Linked DNA regions of Mus musculus: region 2 is linked to region 1. The links are chromatin contacts, called in public HiChIP or PLAC-seq maps. All regions are on one chromosome and are shown on one strand. The core of a region is the stretch at or near the end of the contact, and the rest is flanking DNA. Distances in the headings are between cores, read along the strand shown. Region 1 overlaps Rmnd5a (required for meiotic nuclear division 5 homolog A). Region 2 holds the start of Chmp3 (charged multivesicular body protein 3).

Region 1 (7,638 bases), core at 3,301-5,800:
TTCTGGTAATGTGCCATTAATGATAGTTGAGGTTTTAGAGATATTGAAAATATACATAATGATGAGGTGGGAGTGTAAAAAACAAAGCAGATAAATTTCAAAGGATAAGAAGATTTCAATTTGTAAATAAGTCCTACTAATCAATAACAAAAGAGATCCATTTTTTAAAACAATACAAATTCTAAACAAAGAAATAAAATAGGTCAGGATTATAAAAGAAGGGTCCTTTTGGTATTAATAAACAATGAAATTATGAAGAAAAAAAGTTTTAACTGTGTTGCCCAAACTGGTTTTCTGCCACTAGGTGGGGCAGCTACATTGGAGAAGCAAAATGCTGATGTTAAAGAATGATACTATCAAAAGTTAAGTAGCTAATATTTTTTTAAATAACTAAGGTAATTATTTGAATTCTATGTCAGTATAACTACTTTCAAGAATAGATAAAAGACAATGCAGCAATTAAATCCCGTGCTTAGCTTACAGCGACGGTTGAGATGAATTGGGTGAAGCTGAATACAGACTGACTTTAAAGTCAGTGTGTGGTGAATGCATCCTTCTGTGGTAGAGAAATGTTATTAAAAAGAGAAAAAAAGGCATTAAGAAGAGTAGATGATTGTCTCCGATTAAGAAGAAAAAGCTAAATTGAGTTCTGAAGAACAAATGTAATTTTTTTTTTATATTGGAAAGTACTTTTTAAGTTAGTGAAAGGGAATTGGTAGCTGACATAAATATATAGGATATAAAGAGAAAATGGTGATTAAAAGGCAAGGAAGGCATTCCCTAAGAATGAAATAAAACATACCAAACTACTCTCCACCCCAAATAACTAAGAGTAATAAAAAAAAAAAAAAATGCAGCCTGCCATGGTGAACCTTATTTAGGTGCAGTAAAGTGTAAAGTAGCTTGACCTTCGTGGTCAGGATGGAAGGTCTTTCTTTTGAAATTGCATGGATATCAGTAGGAGCTGCTATAGTCTCTCTTTCTTGTCTACTTGGGTCATAGTACTTTTCTGAGGATGGACCTTTCCCAATCAGATGTGTGCACTGTGCCCCAGACATTTTCCAGTTTTCCCCCAGGTGTGTATGTGAGGGGGCGGGGTAGTTGTTTATTAGAGCCTTAGGGAAGGGAGTGAGCTGGCTAGTTTTATGTCAGCTTGACCCAAGCTGTGGTCATCTGAGAGGAGGGAACCTCAACTTAGTAAATGCCTCCATAAGATCAAGCAGCAGGCAAGCCTGCTGGGCATTTCTTAATTAATGATTAATGGAGGAGGGAACAGCATATGGTGAGTGGCTGTGCCGGTTGAGCAAGCCGTGCAGAGCAAGCATCAGCTCCTGCCTTCCAGTTCCTACCCTGTTTTGAGTTCCTGTCCTGACTGCCTTTGATGGCACACTATGATGTGAAGATGTAAGCCAAATAAACCCTTTCCTCCCCTAAGTTGCTTTGGTCATGGTGTTCCCTAACAACAATATTAACCCTAGTTAGAACAGGGAATCTGGGAGTGTATGAGGTCGGAAGGTGTCCTAGGAGTGGGGTAGTGGTTCTGGAAGGAATCTGGTCTGAGGTGGGAGACAAAGCACAGGTGCCAAGAGAGGAGGGAGCATCTCTGAAGCATTATCCCCCTGCCCACCACTTTCCTTAAAACCAGCTTGCTTGAGTGAAAAGAACTACTCCCTATAAGAACCCAGCATCCTAACAGCTAGATGATCTGTGGTTCCTTGCTTACTGAACATAAGCACTGGTGTGGAACCACACTGCCTCTGCCCCTCATAGCCTGAACACCATTTTCCGTACAGAAGCTGAGTGGAGTTTTGCCTTCTCTGCCATCTGTTTTATATCTGCTCTAGGTTATAAGCCTTACGTTTTTTTGTTTTTGTTTTTAAAATAAAATTGTTTCAAACTGAATGAAGCTACATTAATTAAATGATAACTGTTTATTAAACTATAGTGCCGACCACAAAAGAAAGCCTAGTAGTCGGGGCTCATAGATTAGGGCCAGAAGATTTCTCTGGACTGGTGTATTCCCACTTCATGTGATCACGAAGGTAGAAGATGGAATACTGGGCTTGGTCCAGCACCTGTGGCACATTAGGCCAAAAAGCACAAAAAGACCTATACATTAAGTTGTGCAAATAAATCTGGGCTGTGACTGGATTCAAGTGGTGTGTGCACGCATTTATTACCACACCCAGTTTAAGTGATTTTGAATTAAGGAATTTGTTGTGGCGTTTTGTGTTTTTGAGACACGGTTTCTCTCTATAGCCTTAGCTATCCTGGAATTCACTCTATAGACCTGGCTAGCCTCAAACTCTGAGCCACCTGCTGGGATTAAAGGTGGGTACCATCACCACTTAGTGAATTTGTTGGTTTTTTATGTGCTTGTTTTGTTTGCATTTTCTAATGGCTCAGCAGAAAAACAAAGTGCAAAGTGAGCAAGACTAGTGACCTGAGTTTGATCCCTAGAACTCGTGGTGAAGGAGAGAACTGGATGTGCCGTGGTGAGAAATTATCCGCCTGTTTTTACAGTCACACCATATACACATAACAACACTGATAAAACTTTAATAAAAATTTGTGCTTCTAGTGGAGATTATCTTACATGTGGCATCAGAATCGGCGGCGGAAAGGACTGACTCACCTTTTGCAGGTTAAATATTTACTTTGGATGAATATTGGTAGAACACTTTGTGCATTGTTTACATCTTCTTGAATAATGGTTTAATTTGAATCCCAGCAACTTCAGTCCTAGGTATGATGTGAAAACTGAGGTTTATGTTAGAGCCAGAGAGCAAATGGGGAAAACTGATACTAAAACCTAGAGCTGAGATTTTAAGGAACCTTCTCAAGTAGAATTCCTTGGGAATTGGTGTCTTTGGAGGATCTGCAGTATGCACAGGAGTCTTTCTCCTTTCCTTGTAAAATGGGAAAGTATGTTTGCCATCTTTGGGAGAATAAGTCACTGGCATTGCTCTGCTCTGTCCTATCCTTGTTCTCTGTCCTTGAGGGAGATAGGGAAGCGACAGACAGGTTGTGGAGCATGTTATCTTTGTAAGTGTGCAGCCTGTGGTGTGGCTTAGTATGTCTTTATGTTTATAAAGTAAAAGCTTAGCAGTTTGAACCTGTCTTTCTCTTAACTTCAAATACCAAAGCAGAGGTGTGAGTATTGTACAGAGGAGGTAATAGGATGTCAAAAAAGATAGTGTTGGCATCTAGAGTCCACCTACGCTTCTGCTTCTGCTACACTACCAGGCTCATTTCCCAGCCATAGCTTGTGAAGGACTGTGGTCTAGCATATGCTAAGTACAGGTTTATTTCCTCATAGGTTTTGAACCTTAGCATCAGCTTTACAGGGTGTTGCCAGACTTTCCCCTTAGGGTTTATACCAGTTTACAGTCCTGTTCAGCACACCTGGGGCAGTGCTGTTCCCTCTTTTCTCATCACATTTGCAATGGCCAGATAGTAACCAGGTGGGTGTGAAATAGTGTCTGGTCAGACTCACCTTGCCTTTCCTGTGTTTTGAAGTGGAGCATCTTTTCACATGTTAACATTAGGATGACTTCTTGTGAATTTCATATTCTTTTGCCCATGGTTTCCTCTTAGATTGGCTGTCTGTCTTTTCAGTTGGAGGTTGCTTCAATACTCTTTGTGAGTTGAATATGAAGTAGTGATTTCTCTCAATCCAGGTCTCCTTACTCTGTTGAGAGTCCTTTGGAGTTTGCTTTGTCTTACTAACCCAGATTAACTAGATGCTGAGAAAGAACCAGTTCCTTGTAGGTCCAACAGTAACCAATTGTTGGGTTCATATGCCAGTTTTTCATAAGTAGATGGGAAGCTTAGAAATAACACTGAGAATTGGCACTTAGGAATTAAAGCAAATACTGTTTTACAATGGACTGCTCAGTAACTGTGATTCACGAATGCATTTAGGTGAGCAATAAAAACTACTCTTTAAACCTACCTGATTGTATATATGAAGTGGTTAAAGAGATAGCATATATAGGCTGTAATTTAGTTCTCATGACTTCTCTACCCTTCAGTCTCTTAAGTTTAGTATGTTGTGGTTTTCTTTTTCCAAGCTTTATTGTGTCCTGCATAAATGGACACACTTTGTTGTCCTTTTTTGGTTCTTGTTTGACTCCTTCTCCCAGTGTAAGATCATCATGCCAGGCTTCTCTTTGCTTTATTGTTTGTTTTTCAAGACAGGGTTTCTCTGGGTAAACCTGGCTATCCTGTAACTCATTCTGTAGACCAGCAGGGCCTGAAACTCAGAGATTTGCCAGCCTCAGCCTACCAATATTGGAATTAAAGGTATGTGCCACCATGCCTGGCATATTGTTTGCTTTTAGTTTGCTGTGTAACCCAGGCTGACACTGAACTCAGGATCCTCAGGCCTCTGCTTCCTAAATGGTATGTAACTCTCATTGTTTTACAAATATGAAAGGGAAAAGTCAAGCATGTGGTGCTAATAATAGAGGTGTTTCTTCACATAGTGCCTCTGCTGGTTTACCGTGTTGTTGATTTCCTGGCTAGCCATGTAAATGTGTTTGGTCACCTAGTAACAGAAGCTGGAAGCAATGCCAGCTCTGATGCAACACTGAGTAAGAACCTACAGTTACCACAAAGGGAGTTGACTTGTATTTCATCCCTCAACATCCATTTATATTTTGGCTTTAATTTTTATTACGTGCAACGAGAACATAAACTGTAAAAGGGTTTCTTGTCTTCCTTAATTGCTTAAAATGAAAGAATAGATAGTTGAAGGGAGTTTAGAAACATGTATTCTTCTGTCCAAGACCGCAACTATGTTAGAAAGTTTCACTGTGGTTAAAGATAATCCTACTGGAAAGGGTGTTCTGTTTTTCTTACCTATGTAGTAGTAACCATAGAAGGCTTTGTGAAGGGAAAGTGAAGATGTGAAGGGCATCCTTGTAAAACTCCATACATACCACTGTTTAAATGCTAGACTTTTAAAAGGTTTCTCAATAAGCATTTATTTTTTGGTATATATCTCAAGGAAATTAATTATCCAAAGAATTGTATTATTTGAACAGATAGTGTTAGTGGTAACTGTTAGATTATTTTAAAAGCAGCTGTAGAGAAAAAAGGCAGAAGGAAAGAAAGGCTTGGTCTGACCTTAGGCAGTGTGATGGTTTCCATATGCTCATCCCAGAAAGTGGCACTATTAGAAGGTGTGGCCCTGTTGGAGTAGGTATGGCTTTGTTGGAGTAGGTGTGTTACTGTGAATGTGGCCTTTAAGATCCTCATCCTAGCTACCTGGAAGCCAGTATTCTGCTAGTAGCCTTCAGGTGAAGATGTAGAATTCTCAGCTCCTCCTGCACCATGCCTGCCTGGATCCTGCCATGCTCCTGCCTTGAAGATAATGGACTGAACCTATGAACCTGTAAGCCAGCCCCAATTAAATGTTGTCCTTATAAGAGTTGCCTTGGTCATGGTGTCTGTTCACAGCAGTAAAACCCTAAGACATGTCTATTCACTGCATGAATATTCACTATTACCCACATGTTTGAATGGCCAGAATGCCTACAGAGGAAGATGGGATGTGGAAATGACTTCCATAGTCCTCAAGAGAAGCTGGGAGGTATAGTCCTTCAGCAGGAAGCTACCAGTAACTATTAAAATTCTGATTGTATGTTATGGAGTCTGTATACTTAGTCTCTGCACTTGTAAGGAAGGCAGGGTGTCAAGAGTTCAAGATCATCTTTATTACATTGTGTTTGAGGCCACCTTAGCTACATAAAACCCTGTTTCTAAAAACAAGCAAACTGATAATATATATTAACGAGTAAAGATATCTTTGAAAGCATTTTTTATTTTCCGTGGTGGTTTTCTTTCTTTCCTAGTGAATTAAATCGCTGTTGACAAGTTTGTAGGCTGGTTGATAAGATTGAGAAGTAATTATTAGACAAGTCATTTCTACCCGGGGCTATGTTTATTCACAAACCAGTGAGGGATGTAACTCAGTCAGGTGGATATTGCTTATTACATATGCTTAGGCATGTGGAGAATTATAGGCAGATTCTGAGTTTGTAGTGAATCACATCTTTAGATACCCATTATTTATTTGTTTGAATGGCCTCTAGGGTATAAAATAGCCCCAGTGTACTGTGGGTTTCTAGCTGAGTCTAGAAGAAAAGCAAAATATCACCAGTCCAGTTTTCTGGTTGTTACAGACAACACACAAAATGTAAATTGCTTTTTTAAAAAGTGTCAGTGAGCTGCCATGAATCAACTGTGAAATGTAGGATGTCTGTTAAGTAGAAGTGAAACTCGGACGTTTATAGGTGATTGTGCTTCATTAGTACTGGGGACCAGTCAGTTTATGTGTGCGTCATTTTAGCATTAGGTTATTTGTGGTTTTTTTCACTGGTTAGGGTCTAGTTCAAGAGATTGGATAAGAAGCCAGGCAGTGGTGGCACATGCCTTTAATCCCAGCACTTGGGAGGCAGAGGCAGGCGGATTTCTGAGTTCGAGGCCAGCCTGGTCTACAGAGTGAGTTCCAGGACAGCCAGGGCTACACAGAGAAACCCTGTCTCAGCCCCTCCTCCAAAAAATTTAAAAATTAAACAGTAGAGACTTATGAACGGCAAAGAAGGCAAAAACGAACTAGCCAGAAAACCTTGAAACCAGGATACAGATTTGCTTTCCTCACTCTTGTTGTTGTTGTTGTTTGTTTGTTTGTTTGTTTTGTTTTTGAGACAGGTGTGTGTGTGTGTGTGTGTGTGGCCCTGGCTATCCTGGACCTAGCTCTGTAGACCAGGCTGGCCTCGAATTCGCCTGCCTCAGTACTGGGATTAAAGGCATGTGTCACCTTCACCCAACTTCTTTTTTTAGTTTTGATGTAAATTTGCCAAAACAAAATCTTCTTTGTCCGAGAATGCTTACTTCATTTTTCTTTCTGAAGGATATTTTTATTAGATATATAATTCTGGAATACTGATTTTTCTTGGGAGTGGGGTGGTAGGGTACTATACTCTTAACTCCATAGTTTCTGTTGCGAAATTATAATCATTGAAATCATAGTCCCTCTGTAAGTAACAGGCCATTTTTCTTTTTTTTTTTCTTCTTTTTTTTAAGTCTACACACATGTGCACACATGCACATTTGTACATGGCATCTTTAGGTGTTCTTGTTCCTGCTGTATATGTATGTCAAGCTAGCTGGCCTGTGAACTGAAGATTCTCCTGTTTCTGCCTCCTGCCTTGCTTGCTATAGGAGCTCTGGGATTGCAGATGTGTGCTACTGTACTCAGCTCTACATGGGTGCTTGGGATCTGAACTAGTCTTAGCTCCACGGAACCATCATCTCTTTAGTCCAACAGGCCATTTTTTCCTCAGCTGGTTGCCTTGGGCTTTTGTTTAATTTTGTTTCGTTTAGATGTTAACATTTTTATGCTTTCAAGTGGGATTTCTTGTCCTTTTTGGAAGTTTCCTGTTTTTTGTATCTAAGTGTATTTCTCTGGCAATTCTTTTTCCTATCCTTTGGTTCTTTGGTGACACATACTATATCTTGTTATTTGCCCATTTGTTGAGGCTCTGCTAATTTGTGTTTTGTTTTCCTTTGCATCCTGTTTTTCTGTTTTCTAACTGGGTAATACATGCTGGCTTCTTGCACTGCCACTTT
Region 2 (7,638 bases), core at 2,340-4,839, 120 kb before region 1:
TGAGACAAGCAGCCAAATATGGTGGTACACACAGGTAAGATCAGCTCTTAGAAGAATCAACAATTCCAAGCCAGCCTGGGATACATGATGCCTTAGCTTGGTTTCTACTGCTGTGATAAACATCATGACCAAAAGCAACTTGGGGAAGAAAAGGGTACATTTCAGCTTGCAGTTGTAATGCATCAGAGGTCAAGAGACCTAGAGGTGGGAACTGCAACAGAGACCATTGAGGACCACTCAGGACCACTTGTCCAGGGGTGGCATAGCCCAGACAGCCAGGCCCTCCCACATCCATCATTACAATACCCCACAGACTTGCCTAAGGCAATTCCCAAATTTCGATTCCCTCCACCCAGATATGTCTAGGTTTGTGTGAAGTTGACAGAAACCATACAGCACACAGAACAAGAACCTCTCTACAAACAAACAAAATGAAACTACTTATCATATGCCCAACATAATATGCTAGAAATAGTCTTACTTTATTAGTTATAATTTTATTATAATTTATTACTTATATTATTAGTAATAATATTAAAGAAATATTAAATTTGTGTTTAGAAGGAATTCAAATCTTTTAGTCTTCCCCACCTTACAAGACTTTTTATACAAATGTTTCAAACTCCCATCCCAACACCCTTGTTTATACAAAGGCCTCCTACTGCTCTCCAGGAATTAGATGGAGCAGTGACACACACACCCCCTTTCTTCATTTCTGGTGTGGCAATTCTTTTCAAGCAAGCTGAGTGAATAAGACTGTGAGGTCAGACCCCAATCAGTGTGGAAAAGGCACAGTTACCACCTGAGTAAGAATAAAAACCAGGTGTACTTGCTGTCTCTGTAAGTTGACTCTTCTGAGCACACCTTCCTGATCCATAACAGAAGTTTGCCTTGCCCAGACACAGACTGGTGATCTCTTTCATTTCCACCCTGTCTTAGTCAGGGTTGCTATTCCTGCACAAAACATCATGACCAAGAAGCAAGTTGGGGAGGAAAGGGTTTATTAGGCTTACACTTCCACATTGCTGTTCATCACCAAAGGAAGTCAGGACTGGAACTCAAGCAGGTCAGGAAGCAGGAGCTGATGCAGAGGCCATGGAGGGATGTTCTTTACTGGCTTGCTTCCCCGGCTTGCTCAGCCTGCTCTCTTATAGAATCAAGACTACCAGCCCAGAGATGGTTCCACCCACAAGGGGCCTTTCCCCCTTGATCACTAATTGAGAAAATGCCTTGCAGCTGGATCTCCTTTCTCTGTGATAACTCCAGCCTGTGTCAAGTTGACACAAAACTAGCCAGTACACACCCAGAACTATTTTTTAACATGTACATAGTACGAAGTTCACACTTCCTTGTGAGACTTTTTTTTTTTTTTTCGAGACAGGGTTTCTCTGTATAGCCCTGGCTGTCCTGGAATTCACTTTGTAGACCAGGCTGGCCTCAAACTCAGAAATCTGCCTGCCTCTGCCTCCCGAGTGCTGGGATTAAAGGTGTGCGCCACCACGCGCCCAGACATTCTTGCTAAATTAGTTTAACTTGGATCTCATCAAGTTTACATCCAACTTCCATTTCACATAAAATAACACACCGGAAAAAGTTAAGGGCAAGACACAGACCTTGCAGGATGATGAACAGCCAACTCTAAAGTCTTTACTTTTACAATGTTACTTTCATTTTTAATGTGGGGATTAAATTTTTAAAACGAATGCATGGTAATGTCTCAGAAACTACAACACCCAGACTTTCCCGAAAAATCTTTGCTTTCTGAGCCACTGTCTAGTCTGCCCTTGAACTCTTGCTTTCAGGAATGTCCTGAAAATGACCAAGCAGCTGAACTGCAGGCCACACTGCATCTCTTAAAACCTTTTCTTATTAAGAACTTTCATTCACCTGTTACATTTTGCTCTCTCGTATAAAACTGAACATGTGGAACTTAAATGAGACAAGCATACAATTTCACTTCAGAACATTATGTAGACCATTTTGTGGTATTTGTATACTCTTCTTGAAGATAAGTAAATCATTACTAGTGTGTGGCTTTAGCTTTGTCATCCATAAGTTGAGATAGTCTAAAGAAAACAGTCTTATTACTATTTAAACTTATGCCTGGTATGTACATTACTCGTTTAACGTTTCCATTATTTTAAATAATAAGTGTCATTGCTAAGAATGTAATGTCAATTTCTCCTCTAGTAAAGTACCCCTCTTAAAAAAAAAAAAAAAAAAGAACACGCACCGGAAAATGGCAACGTTAATTAGACTGGCTTGACAGCTACACTTCCATAAGTGAACTAAAGGTTTAGAAGGACAAGTTTGAGTGCTGTAGAAACAGTGCTTCTCAAAGGTCAAGGCACATTCTAACCACTCGGGATAGTCATAATTTAAATCTGATTTAGTAGGTCTGGAATGGGACCCCACAAGTGCTATGTGCTGGGAGCTGGTACTGTTGGTGCGACTACTGGTGGTCAGTAATAAGGCTGGGTGTGTAAAGAATGCACCTTCACGCTGGGCGGTGGTGGCGCATGCCTTTAATCCCAGCACTTGGGAGGCAGAGGCAGGCGGATTTCTGAGTTCGAGGCCAGCCTGGTCTACAAAGAGAGTTCCAGGACAGCCAGGTCTACACAGAGAAACCCTGTCTCGAAAAAAACAAAAACAAAACAAAAAAAAGAATGCACCTTCACTACCACTACTAGCTCAAACTTCACATCCTTCAATGGTCAATTACTGCGGTAGCACTCTTCCTACTTGACATAGGAGAAGTCTCGGACAAGTTTTTCGAGATCAGAGAGCCGAGACGTCTAAAAGTAGGACTCAAACTTAGGCGGCTGATACTTGGTTTCTAAAATAACTCAATTGATAGGCAGATCTAAGGATTCAGAGTAGGATCCGAACTGTTTTCGGTAGCATCCTTATGGGTAGGGCCTGAGAGAACTGAGCTTCTAGAATAAACACAAGTCGGGCTTCCCTGCACACAGAGGAGAGCGAGAAAAGGACCTGCCTGGCAGGTGCCTGGACTTTTTGGGGGCTCCGACCCGGTTCACCGCACACAACCTTCCGGTCTAGGGCAAGTCCTCCGGGTGGTCTGCAGGCCGGCGCGGGGGCGGGGCTTGCGCAGGAGAAAGGTTCCGGGCGGCCCGTACCACCGCGCGCAGGGGAGAGAGTGCTTCCTCGGGGCCCGGCGGCGTGGCGCCTCCAGCGCCTGGGGGCGAGGCCGAGGTGCTCCTAACCAGGCCCTACACACCCGGGTCGGACGCCGAGCGGCCAAGGCGCGCTTCTCCTCACATCCCAATCCTAAACTCTTCCCTCGGCCCCTCGGCAGAGTGGAAGGCCCCGGAAATAGGGGCCAGCCTGAGAGCGCAGCTGGCTGTTCCCACCTCCGCTGCGGAGCTTCCCCGGTCGCTGGCCCTTACCAGCTCTTTGGGAGGCTTCTCCTGGGTTTTTCCAAAGAGTCCCATGATGAACTGAACTCCTCTTACCCCTTCCGACTTTCCGTTCCCTGCGCCCAGGCAGGTCACGGGCAGCCGCCTGGGCGGGGCTGGGAGGAAGGGAATCAGACGCCCAGAGAAGGGCGCGGCGGCAGCAGGGCTAGTACGCACGCGCGCGGCGCAGGCGCAGAGTTAAGTTGGGTGGGGTTCTACAGTGTGGATGACACCATTGCTCATAAGGGAGCTTAAGTGAAGTATAGAAGTAACTCTTAAGATATTTATTGCCTACACCCAAAACCTGTCAGCTAGCCCAGAAATATATATCTCAACGCTGTCACGCATATTTACAACCACTTCCCAGATATTTGTGGATGGGTTTCTCTTTGGGTCCGTAGTCACCTCACAGACTGCAAATCTACACACCTACTCGAAAACTTGACATCGCCTTCTTTCCCCTTTGTAGGAAGTCTTAAAAGTTCTAGCAGTGATCTTATGCTGAAGCTGGAGAAGAAGGGATTGATTCAACAGATTATAACATTTGTTTCGCTTGTAAGATTAAGGTTAAACAGACCTGCACGAGTCAGCTGAAACTAACTTTTAAAGAAGAGATAACAAAAGACTTGCATTCTGCACACATTAAAGAAATGGATTCATAGACAAGGAACTGTGCAAGGAAACTTGGGCCCCTGGAAGAACAGGAAGCCACTTCTACAGCCTCATCTTACCTTTAAAAAACAAACACCGGGGAAATCTTTTTTAAAAAAAACCCTATTTTCTTTACTGAAACTTTAATGATAAACATAAATATTCTCTAATGGAACAGAGGCAACCTGGGTCCATTGTCTATTCCCTCTGGGAAGGAACCAGTTAGTATATCTTACAGTTAAGTCTGCATATGTTCTGGCTTTCATATCATAGCTTTCTATAAATTGTAATATGGCCACTGGCTGGGTGGAGAGGAAATCAGACTCCTAATTTTCTTTATTATTTTTAAAATGTTATTGTTGGAGAATTTCATTCATGAATGTGATATGTTGTCCACATCCATTCCTCTGACTCTTCCCTTGGCCTTTACTGATTTTTGTTTCCTAATCTCTTTTAAAACACAAAGGAACTAAACTGGCATACTTATGGCACCTGCCATCCACTTTGCCCATTTTAATTCACACTTTCACCCGGGTGGGCACCAGGTACGAACATGAAGCGTTCTGTGCCTGGCTGTGCTGCGTCTTCAGGTGGATGCTGAATTCCTTCTGAGCTTTGGCCTTCCTTGTGTTTTGTCAATGGTCCATTGGTTTATTCTGAACTGGTTGGATACCCTGTTATTTTGTTCTCATGCAGAGGGAGGGTTTGTTTACTTTTGTTTGTTTTCAGAGTATTTGTTTATTTGCTACCAAGCCAGCCCTTTCCTCCTACCACTCCAACAACTAATTCTCCTTGCTTTTAGCAAACTTGCCTCTTTTAATTTAGAAAGTCTGATCATAAAGACACTATAGATAAGAGGTATTCTCATATCGGGGTACTCGAACACAACAAAGGGAGGGTCAGAAGAATCTCCCCAGCACAAGCAGTAGCCTCAAAGAGAAGCCCAAGACAACAAGTCCCAACTCTGGTTAAAAGCTCAGTTGGAAAGACCCACATAGGGGATGACCACATTGTCTTCAGCCCTTCTACGTTCCATTAAATTTACAGGATAAATCTAAGTCACTGTTATAGAGAATGTCTCATGCATTGTATAGATGCATCACATGTCAATTAAGAAAAAACCTATAGCATATAGGAAAGAGTAGGATAGACTGTGGGACATTCTGGAGGCAGAAGGAATTCTGGGATAGAGCCAGGCAGGGGAGATTCACCTGGGAAGATGTGACCAAACTGCTTCATAGTAACTGAGCACAGGTAACCAGCCACATGGCAGAATATGTGTTAAAAATAATTGGGTTATTTTAATTTATGATCTACTCAGAAGAGAGCCTAGCAATATGGCCAAGGTATGTGTGAATATTTTTGAGTCTGAGTCTTTATTTCTGGGCACATAGAGCTGGGAGGAAGAACTGGATCTAACTTCTACACACTGCGGGAAGAAGTGACCTTAGGGTGAGACCCACCTCAGCTGTTATTATAACTGATGCAGAAGTCTCATCCAAAATACAGGCCTGTCCAACTAGCATGAAGGATTATAAGTTTCAGGGAAGAAGGGGGAAAAAAAACACTAAAATGAGAAGCAGAAATTCAAAGAAGAAGGAAGTATTTGGTTAAAAGCTGCCATTTGGTACTCTAGGATGTTTGTGTTTGAGTATTATGTCAATTTAAATCAATTGTTTTAAAAACTGAGGAATGAGAGAACATGTGATAGTCTCTCCTGATTTCACTCTCAGAAGTTCTAGGCAATAGCACTAAACACAGACAGACTACACTGATTAAAGTTTAGGAGCATCCAAGAAAGGAAAAGAGATTCATAGCAGAGCTTTGGGAAGTTGTCAAAATTGTAGAGTCAACAAATGACAAGAAGTTAATGAGAAAAAAAATGTATAGATACAGTGTGTCAAACCTTCTTAGCCTTTGACTACTTTCACAATTTTCTCATTTGATATAATTGAAATGTTTAAGTCTTGTTTCTAAAGTGGGAAAAAATCTATATTAAATCTTACCTACCTCCCAAATTCTCATTTTTAGCCCATTAAATATTTTATGTTTATTTAGGAGTGTAGCATGTATGTTTGTGTGAGTGTGTGTGTGTGTGTGTGTGTGTGTGTGTGTGTGTGTGTGTGTTCCGTGTTTCCTTTAGTTGTCTACATAAGTTTTCATCAATGTCAGTATTTATAACTATGTGAGTCTATAAGAAAATGTATAATAATTTAATTATTTTCCTGCTGTATGATATTATTTCCATTGTTACCTGACTAAATGCAATTCAAAATGTAGAAAGTGCTGAAATGTTAAGATATGCTACCTTTTCTTCGAGGGCTTTGACATAGTATCACCATTAGATTCATTTGGAATACAGGTAGCCTGCACATATGCATTATAGTACTGTGAACTTCTATAACTAGTACTCGGAATGCCTTCTCCCCCGCCCCACCTTCCCACTCCTTGCTAACAATGAACAGAAACTATTGTGTGTTGGGGGCTGGAGAGATGACTCTGGCGCTCAGAGCGCTGGTGGCTCTTCCAGAGGACCCAGGTTTAATTCTCAGCTCCCACATGATGGTTCACAACCATCTGTCATTCCAGTACCAGGGATTCAGGTGCCATCTCTGGACTCCAGAGTACCAAGCAGGCAGGTAGTGCATAGACATAAATACAAGCAAAATACCCATTCATATAAAATTTAAATAAATGAAACCTCAGAAAACATTTTAATGTTGCTAATCTGTGAACATATATTTTATTTTCTGATCCTTTACATGGCTAAGTTAGAATATGTTCACTCTACAAAAGGAGGGACTTCACTATTATGTTTTCATGTAAATGAACCACAAGAGTTGTTCATATTCACCCCATTATCTTTTCCTGTCCTCTCTCTCTCTCTCTCTCTCTCTCTCTCTCTCTCTCTCTCTCTCTCTCTCTCTCTCTCTCTCTCATGGTTTCCTTCCCACTGAAGAGACTCTGGCCAGATTGAGCATGGCAAACATAGCTCTGTCAGGCGTTGCCCTTCTCGCCCATTCCCTCTGCATAAAAACCGTTAGACATTTGTAAGGCTAGCCACCAAGGTCTATTCCCTCATTTGGCCACTCACTCCTCCTGAAACTGACTACTAGATATCAACGTATTGAAGTCCAGCAATCAAATGCCCCCTTTGGCTCACCTAATAAACATGCCCAATTAAAATTAAACACCTCATAAAACACAGGGCTTCTCCTTGTACATTTATAAACTGCCATTTTTCTATGAGCTATGTCTGTCTGACTGTGTGTCTGTCTGTGAGAGAGAGAGACACAGGGAGATTGTGATACTTGTGTTTCAGAGTCAGGGGTTTTCTCGGTTTTGTTTTTTAGAAGAGATTGTTCGGTTTGGATTGATTGGTTGTGTTTGTTTAGGATGAGGTTTCTCCAGTTTTATACATTTTCCCTGCAGATGATTTAATATTGCTTTTCTTTATGGCTGAGTAAGACTAGATTGAGCATCTATGGCACATTTTCTTTGTCCAGAGGTCTATAGGTGGACATCTACTGACTGGGTAAACTAGCTGTTTGAATGTTGCTACATTAAATAT

The links. HiChIP or PLAC-seq counts read pairs in DNA pulled down with a chosen protein or histone mark.
Region 2: a contact with region 1 is called in a FOXA1 HiChIP or PLAC-seq map of pancreatic cancer cells. The contact joins the promoter of Chmp3 here to the enhancer-like site in region 1. A contact is called at or near these places in 4 of 39 promoter capture datasets (the 3T3-L1 cell line, liver and macrophages), 31 of 484 Hi-C or Micro-C datasets (the AML12 cell line, B cells, the C2C12 cell line and 22 more), 9 of 115 datasets of contacts at active chromatin or transcription factors (bone marrow-derived macrophages, embryonic limb bud, embryonic stem cells and 5 more) and 3 of 9 other capture datasets (adipose tissue, liver and pancreatic islet).

Annotation. Positions count from the first base shown.
Region 1 is chr6:71,415,978-71,423,615 of GRCm38.p6, reverse strand. All of the region lies in intron 2 of Rmnd5a (required for meiotic nuclear division 5 homolog A), which reads left to right. Among named protein-coding and RNA genes, the nearest start is that of Rmnd5a, 21 kb to the left of the region's middle. Within about 2 kb of position 4,550, at least 71 of the 459 cell types and tissues checked have an H3K27ac peak or open chromatin away from gene starts, as enhancers often do. A contact at or near this core is called in the C2C12 cell line, embryonic fibroblasts, pancreatic cancer cells and 2 more, where this site is marked.
Region 2 is chr6:71,539,803-71,547,440 of GRCm38.p6, reverse strand. Chmp3 (charged multivesicular body protein 3) reads right to left here and starts at 3,589. Exons shown (of 6, transcript NM_025783.4): 1 at 3,408-3,589. The coding sequence starts at 3,452.